Linked DNA regions of Mus musculus: region 2 is linked to region 1. The links are chromatin contacts, called in public HiChIP or PLAC-seq maps. All regions are on one chromosome and are shown on one strand. Each heading gives the region's core, a stretch centred on a gene start, on an enhancer-like site or on the middle of the called end of the contact. The rest is flanking DNA. Distances are from core to core; before and after follow the strand shown. Region 1 holds the start of Tcf7l1 (transcription factor 7 like 1 (T cell specific, HMG box)). Region 2 overlaps Dnah6 (dynein, axonemal, heavy chain 6).

Region 1 (3,676 bases), core at 63-2,562:
CACAAAATAAGGAGTTTGTACAGCTCACAGCAGCCCAGGGAACCCGCAGGTCAGAGGACATCTCAAGTCAGGATCCTCCAGGCCCTTGCCCAACTTTCTCCCTTGCCAAGGGGAAAGCTGACCAATCTCCGGGAAGGAAAGCGAGACACCCCCCCCCCAAACACACACCCCCCACCTCCAAAGGCAGGCACAAATCCAAGTTTTCCTTTGGTAGGAGCAAGGAATTTGGGAGGCTGGGAGGTCCCACCAGGCCGCAATCTCCCAAAGGCGAGAAGTTAAAAGAACTTTACTTTCATCCCGTTACTGGCCAAAAGCAGTCTCATACTAGGCCGCCACAGGGGAGTTTGACTCTGCAAACAAGTTCGGCCCAGGATCAGCTCAGGCAGGAGGCCCCATCCCCCACACCACGGAAAGCCCAGGGGCGCATCCCGCCGGGCCCGACGCCCACCGGTCCCGGCACGGCCGGACTGACACTTACGGTGCGCGCTCCACCAGGAGACAGGGGTCCGTTGGAGAGGTACGGGCTGCTCAGGTCTGGAATCATCAGGAAGGGGTACCCAGGATACGCAGGTCCCTTAAAAAAAGCGCCATCCTGGGGCCTTCTCACTGCGGACAAAACCAAAGTGGAGTGAGGTCAGGGGTCCCCCAGACAGAGTAGCTATCTGGAGCTCGGGGCGGGAATCTGGAACCCGAGCACCCCTCGAGTGAGCCCCAGAGTGGCTGCTGCAGCGATGGGAGGAGAGCAGGGGTTCCGCCACCCGGACCGTGGAGACCCGTACGGCCAATCGCTGATGGCTGGAGAGTGGAGACTGACGGAGAAGGCACTTACCTTCGGCGAAATAGTCGCGCGGCTTCTGGAAAGCGTCCCGGGCGGGCTGCGGGCGCCTCTCCGCCTGTGGAGGAGACACAAAGGCGAGGGCGGGTGAGCGGGAGCGGGACCCGGGTCCCCCAGAGGCTGACCCTAGGAATCCCTTTACCTCGGAGTCCGAGCTACTGCTCTGATTCTCCGATTCGTTGACCAGGGACGACTTGACCTCATCCAGATCCCTCTGCGCCGAAGCGCTGTCGCTGCTCGGCTCTTGCTCTTCGCCCCCCTCGTCCTGGAAGGGGATCAGCTCGTCGTTCGCTCCGAGGTCGTCCCCTCCACTGGTTGCCCCGGCTCCGGAGCCACCGCCTCCCCCGCCGGCGCCGCCACCGCGGCCACCACCGAGCTGGGGCATGGTGGGGCCACGGGCCGGGGCCGCTGCGCTCGGAGCCCCGCGCCCTGCCTGGCCCGGCCCGGCGCCCCTCCCTCCCTCTCGCTGGCCCGGCTCCGATCGTTTGGCCGCTGCGGCGACAAAGTTTTGACAGGGCGTGGCTCTGTGGGAAGCGGGCCCAGCACCGCCCAGCCGGGGCAAGAGACACTCGGCTCCGAATCGTCCCGCAGCACGGAACCTAGGACTCCCAACTAGCCGCCGCCACCGCCGCTGCCTTCTCGGCCCGGGCGTCCCAGCGCCTGGCCCGCCGGGGAGGGGCGATGGGGAAGGAGGGAGGGACCGCCCGGCGGGGCAGGGGGGCCGGAGGGAGGAGCCCCGGCTGCAAGCTGACACCCGCGCCTCTCGGAACCAGGCGAACTGCAGCGCGCGCACGCACACTCGTATTCACACTCGCGTCCTGCTCGCTTGCACCTTCCGGGGCCTACAACTACCCTCCTCGTGCGACCACCCTACCCCTCGAACTTATCCAGATCCCCTCCAGTGAACTCCATGGCTACCCTGGGAAGTCCTTTCTCGCACCCTCCCTCTAAGAGTCTGGCCCGCACTCCTTCACATCCCCTAACTTTCTTTGCAAACAAGCCCCAGAACTCCGCGCGGGTTCCCACTCCGCTCCCACCGCACTGGCAGGCAGCACTGCCCCCTGCGGGACAGCCGAGGACTCGCAGATCCGCCGAGCACAACCACTCAGCCTGCCGAGTACAGGATCCCATCAGCCCTTCTACTCAGCCAGATTTTGTGACACTTTGAAACAAGTTGAGCGGTCTTACATTCCCTTTCCTATGGTATTCCAACGCATTCCTGTCCCCAAACTGTGTTTTTGATCACTTCCTCTTAGTAAGGAACTACTGCAACCTTGAAGATCACGCTTTCTCTCTAAAGCTGGAGAAGAGGTGTGAAATTCAATACTCACTGTCTTGGATTCAGACGGGATTTTAACTGTATTGATTTTAAGAAGAAATTATCACCCAGAACTCCCAAAGCTGATTAGGAAGCTGCCGTGATAGCCCACAAGCACCATAAGCAAATTACCTAACTAGCTTCATAGGTAAAAAACAGACTTGAGAGAGTATCTGGGCGCTAACAAGATGGCTCAGCAGGTACTTACCGTCAAGCCCCATGTCTTCAGTTCCCTGTCCGGTACCCACATGGTGGAAGTAGAGAACAGACACTCGTCCTCTAGCTTCTACGTGTGGACCATGCCATGTGCACTCATTCCCTCACAAGTTAGGTATCATTTAAAAGATGGAGATGGTAGAGCGTGTATTTAGCATTCATGAGGTCCTGTGTTCAATCCTCGGGACTAGATAGACTCATATATCCTCAGTCAGCTGGGGATGGGGGAAGTAACGCCACTTGGAGCCATCCTCCATGGGGACATTGGTGACAACATAAATTTTAAAATCAGTCTAGAACGTCAGTATGAGCATATTTTTTAAATGTTTTAAACACAACTGAAAGCCAGGTATGGTGACCTGTGCTTTTAATCCCAAAACCTGAGAGAGGAAGCAGAGGCCGGTGGATCTCTGTGAGGCTGAGGCCAGCCTGGTCTACACAATGAGGTACAAGACAACTGCTTAGAGAGGCCCCTGTCTTTAAAAGCAAGCAAGCCAGCAAACAAGCAAGCAAGCACAACTTACACATGAGGCTGGACAAAGTTACAGCTTTAAGAAGGGGGTGATGGAGAGAGCTACAGTCCATCTGCATCTTTCTTCCCACAGAACCCACAGCAGGGAACTGGGCAGGTTGAGCCCCGACTTAGGTGGACCAATAATGGGTTTAAAGAAACACCATTAAGACAAAGATTAGTACATATAGCTTTCGGTGTCTCATTTAAAAACATTTTAGGGGTTGGGCAGTGGTGTCACATGACTTTCATCCCAGCACTCAGGAGGCAGAGGCAAGTGGATCCCTGAGTTCAAGGCCAGCCTGGTCTACAGAGTGAGATCCAGGACAGTCAGGGCTACACAGAGAAACCTGTCTCAGAAAACAAAACAAAAACTAGGTGACAGAGGCATGGCAGTGACAGTGATAGCTTAGGGCTAGTCCACTGAGCTCAGAGCTAAGAGTGAGTCTAGAGCCTGAGTTTGGTAGTTGCTGCTCTCCTGTAGCTTATCCCAGACCTCCTCCACCCTTTGGTCAGAGTACCTCAGCACACACCCTCCCTCGTGTTATTATATGGTATTTTGCAGAAGGTTTTTTTTTGTTGTTGTTGTTAAAATAATTGTATAGGAGGAATCTATGGAACTCTTATTTAAAACCCTTTTCCTGTGGTGTATAAACATATGAAGAGCTCATTGTATTAGTTCTCTATGGCCACTGTGATAAATCACTACAAACTTGGTTGCCTAAAAAGAGAAAGATGTTCTTAAAGGACAGTAATCTTTCTATTGTTGTTGAAATACAAATTAGTTTTACTAGAT
Region 2 (3,362 bases), core at 87-2,586, 380 kb after region 1:
TTCCATCTGGTTTGAGAAGGATCTGTTGATTGCCATGGCACACACCAGGCTACTTGCCCTGGAGCCCCCAGGGGTTGTCCTGTCTTGGCCTCCTGTCTTGTAGGGATCCTGGGATTACGGTGGCTTCACATGGGTGTGGGGAATCTGAACTCAGGTCCTCATACTTGTCCTCCCTGAGCCATTGCTCATCCCGTTGTTTTTCTTTAGAGATCCCCCCTAATATTATGGTAAAAACACATAACATGAGATCTGGAAATTTTTATGCATATAGTACTGTTAACTATGCTGTGCTAAAAACATAGTAGCAGACTTCCACTGCTTTTCAATTCCATGTTTATGAAAAATTACACTTTCTGAGCAAGCAACCCTCAGTTCCGCAGCCAATAGTGATCACGGTGGTAGTTTCCACGTCGGTGAGAGTGCTTTAGGCATTTCACACACTATTTGATCTTCTGTGATTGGCTCATCATTGGTAATCATCACAACATATGACATAATTTGATTTTTCTCTTTCCTCTTTGGTGTGCCTGTGCCTATGTGTATGTTCATGTTTGTGCATATGCAAGCATGTTCAAGTGAGGAGACTATTTTTCAGGTTATAACTAACTAACCAGCTGATTAATTGCTTTCATATAAAGCCTCTCACTGGCCTGGAATTTACCAAGTAGTCCACACTGTCTGACCAGAATGTCCTGGGATCTAGGTGTCTTTGCCCCCACTGGCTCTGGGATTATAACATGGATTATAACATGTGTTATACATGTGGATTCTTTAAATCATGAGATCTAAGGATAAAACTCAAGTCGTTGTGATTGTGCAAAACAAACAAACAAACAAACAAACAAACAGCCTCTTTCCTGGCTGAGCCATCCCTAACCTTTTTTTTCTTTTTCCTAATTTTAAAATTTTGTTTTGTTTTTAACTATGTGTATCTCCGTGTGGATTTGTGCACATGCGTGCAGGTGCCCAAACAGGTCAGATTTCCTGGGGCTGGAGTTACAGGCAGGTGTGAGTCACCCAATCTGGGTACTAGGAGCCAAACTCGGGTCCTCTGCAAGAGCAGTATGAGCTCTCAATCTCCAATCATCTCCCAGTCTGGTTTTGCTTATTTTCTTAACTGGCATACACTCATGGTGATTTCTTTCAAGCTCCGTGAGCATTTCTACTCTGGTACACTGCCTATAGTGTACTCTCTTTTTCCTTCCTGATAATCTTTCTTCATCTCCCTTCTGGTCACATACACGGATTTTTAAATGCTATCTATATAGAAGCTGGAATCCACAAACTCGAGGAAACCCATGGTATTTGTGGTTTTGACTTACTTCACTTCATGTGATGATCTCCATCTTTTTTTCTGGATATGACATAATTTTGTTCTTCCTTATGGCTGCGTAGAACCCCATTGTGTATACACATCCCGTTTTCTTTACTCATGTGTCTGTTGGTGAGAATCTAGGCTGATTCTATAGCTTCACTGTTGTGAGTGGTGCAGCACTACATATGGATGTATAGCTATCTCTATGGTGTGTTGAGTTAGAGTCCTTCAGATATGTACCCAGGAGTGACATAGATGCATCACAGGCTTAGTGTTTGAGAAACCCCCATGCTGGTTTCCATAGCTGTTCACTTAATTTGCATTTGCACCTGCAGTGAATATCTGCTCCCTTCCCCCACAGCCTCAGCATCATAATTAATAGCAATCATTCTGAAGAGGGTGAGATGGATTGCAATGCACTTGCAGTATTCACTTCCTTGATGAATGGGATGTTGAGTATTTTTTTCTTACGTCTATTGGTCATTTGTATTTCTTCATTTGAGAACTCCCATTTCATTCCATTATCCCACTCATTAAGTTGTTTATTTTTTGTATATTTAGTGCTTTGAGTTCACAATAAATTCTAGATGTGAATCTGTCAGACATATAGTTGCAAATGTACAGTCTCTCCTATTCTACAGGCTGTTCCTTCACTTCGTTTCCTTTGCTGTGCAGAAGTGTGTTAATTTCATGCAGCCTCATTTGTCAGCATTTGGTTTTACTTCTTTAGCAGAGTCCTCTCCAGAAAGCCCTTGCCTCTGCTGACACCTTGAGGTGTTTCCCATGACAGCTCTAGGCCTTACACTGAGGTCTTTTACCCATCTCTAAAAACTTGATTTCGTACAGGGTAAAAGATAGGGGTCTTGTTTCATTTTTAATATATAGATACCCAGTGTTTTTAGTACCATTTTTTGAAGATGCTTCCCTCCCCGCCCCCATGTATGTTTTTGGTGTTTCTGCCAAAATCCAGGTGGCTGTGGTTATGTGGGTTTAATTCTGGCTCCTTTGCACTATTCCACTGACCTACGTGTCAGCTTTTGTGCAACTAGCATTCTGGGTTTGTGCTCATGGCTCTGCAGCTCTGTGGTGCCCAGCATCGTTGTTTGTGCTCAGTTATCCAGGGCCTTCTGTGCTTCCATAAGGGCTTTGTTCCCTCACTCAGGTTTTACAAGTCTCATTGCCTGGCACAGAGCACATCACTCTTCAGATTATTTTACTAAGCTCTGGCCTCTGGAGCAGACCTGCCTAAGGACAGGAGTGTGCAGGTGTGTCGCCAAGTGAGGCACAGGTGCACTCCACCAAGTGCACCATCCTTTCATTTACCTTGTTGCTCTCTGTTGATGCTGTTTAAGGCATGGGCATCTCTTGGATCTCCTCTTTCTTTTCACCCTTAGCATTTCGAACCTACCTTTTGGGACTCATCTTATCTTCTGGCTCATCTCTTTTTTTGTGTGTAATAACAGGACAATTTAGGTAAAGCTCATGGAATCAAAACTCATCCAGATGCTAAAGACACTTGAATTTTACTTGAGAAAAGCTAGAGGGCTTTAATTAACCACATTTTGAAACGCATACACATTTTAACATAGAAACTGCGGGGAGGGGGGGAGTGGCTGAGAATTTCCCAAAACAAGAGGATATTTTGTGCCTCACAGATACTATTATTTTTGCATACATACGTGTTTGCAATACACATGCTAATGTGTGTGTATGTGTTTGCATGCTCATGTGCATGTAGAGACCCACGGTTGATGTCAGACATTCCTTGATTGCTATCTGTCTGATATTTTGAAGCATTGAACCCAGAACTTGCCAGTTCTTCTAGTCCAGCTAGCTAACTTGCCTCAGGGATACCCTGTCTCCAACTCCCAATTGATGGGGTAACAGGCAGGCTGCTACCCCCATCTGGCTTTTACACAGATGCAGGAGCAGGAGATCCAGACTCACGCCCTTACACTTGTGCATGGAGCACTTCACCTGCCATGTCTCCAGCCCTCTTGTGTACTAATCCCCCTTGGTGTGCTTGTGGAACATTGACCAGCCACTG

The links. HiChIP or PLAC-seq counts read pairs in DNA pulled down with a chosen protein or histone mark.
Region 2: a contact with region 1 is called in an H3K4me3 HiChIP or PLAC-seq map of bone marrow-derived macrophages, with 2.9 times the contacts expected there. The contact joins the enhancer-like site here to the promoter of Tcf7l1 in region 1. A contact is called at or near these places in 10 of 39 promoter capture datasets (the 3T3-L1 cell line, 3T3-L1-derived adipocytes, the C10 cell line and 6 more), 3 of 484 Hi-C or Micro-C datasets (bone marrow-derived macrophages and cortical neurons), 3 of 115 datasets of contacts at active chromatin or transcription factors (bone marrow-derived macrophages, embryonic forebrain and forebrain) and 1 of 9 other capture datasets (liver).

The regions. Positions count from the first base shown.
Region 1 is chr6:72,787,733-72,791,408 of GRCm38.p6, forward strand. It overlaps Tcf7l1 (transcription factor 7 like 1 (T cell specific, HMG box)), which reads right to left and starts at 1,313. Exons shown (of 12, transcript NM_009332.3): 1 at 978-1,313; 2 at 830-893; 3 at 479-606. The coding sequence starts at 1,220.
Region 2 is chr6:73,165,370-73,168,731 of GRCm38.p6, forward strand. The region is part of intron 16 of Dnah6 (dynein, axonemal, heavy chain 6); the gene reads right to left. Among named protein-coding and RNA genes, the nearest start is that of Gm24533, 25 kb to the left of the region's middle. Within about 2 kb of position 1,337, at least 5 of the 459 cell types and tissues checked have an H3K27ac peak or open chromatin away from gene starts, as enhancers often do. A contact at or near this core is called in bone marrow-derived macrophages, where this site is marked.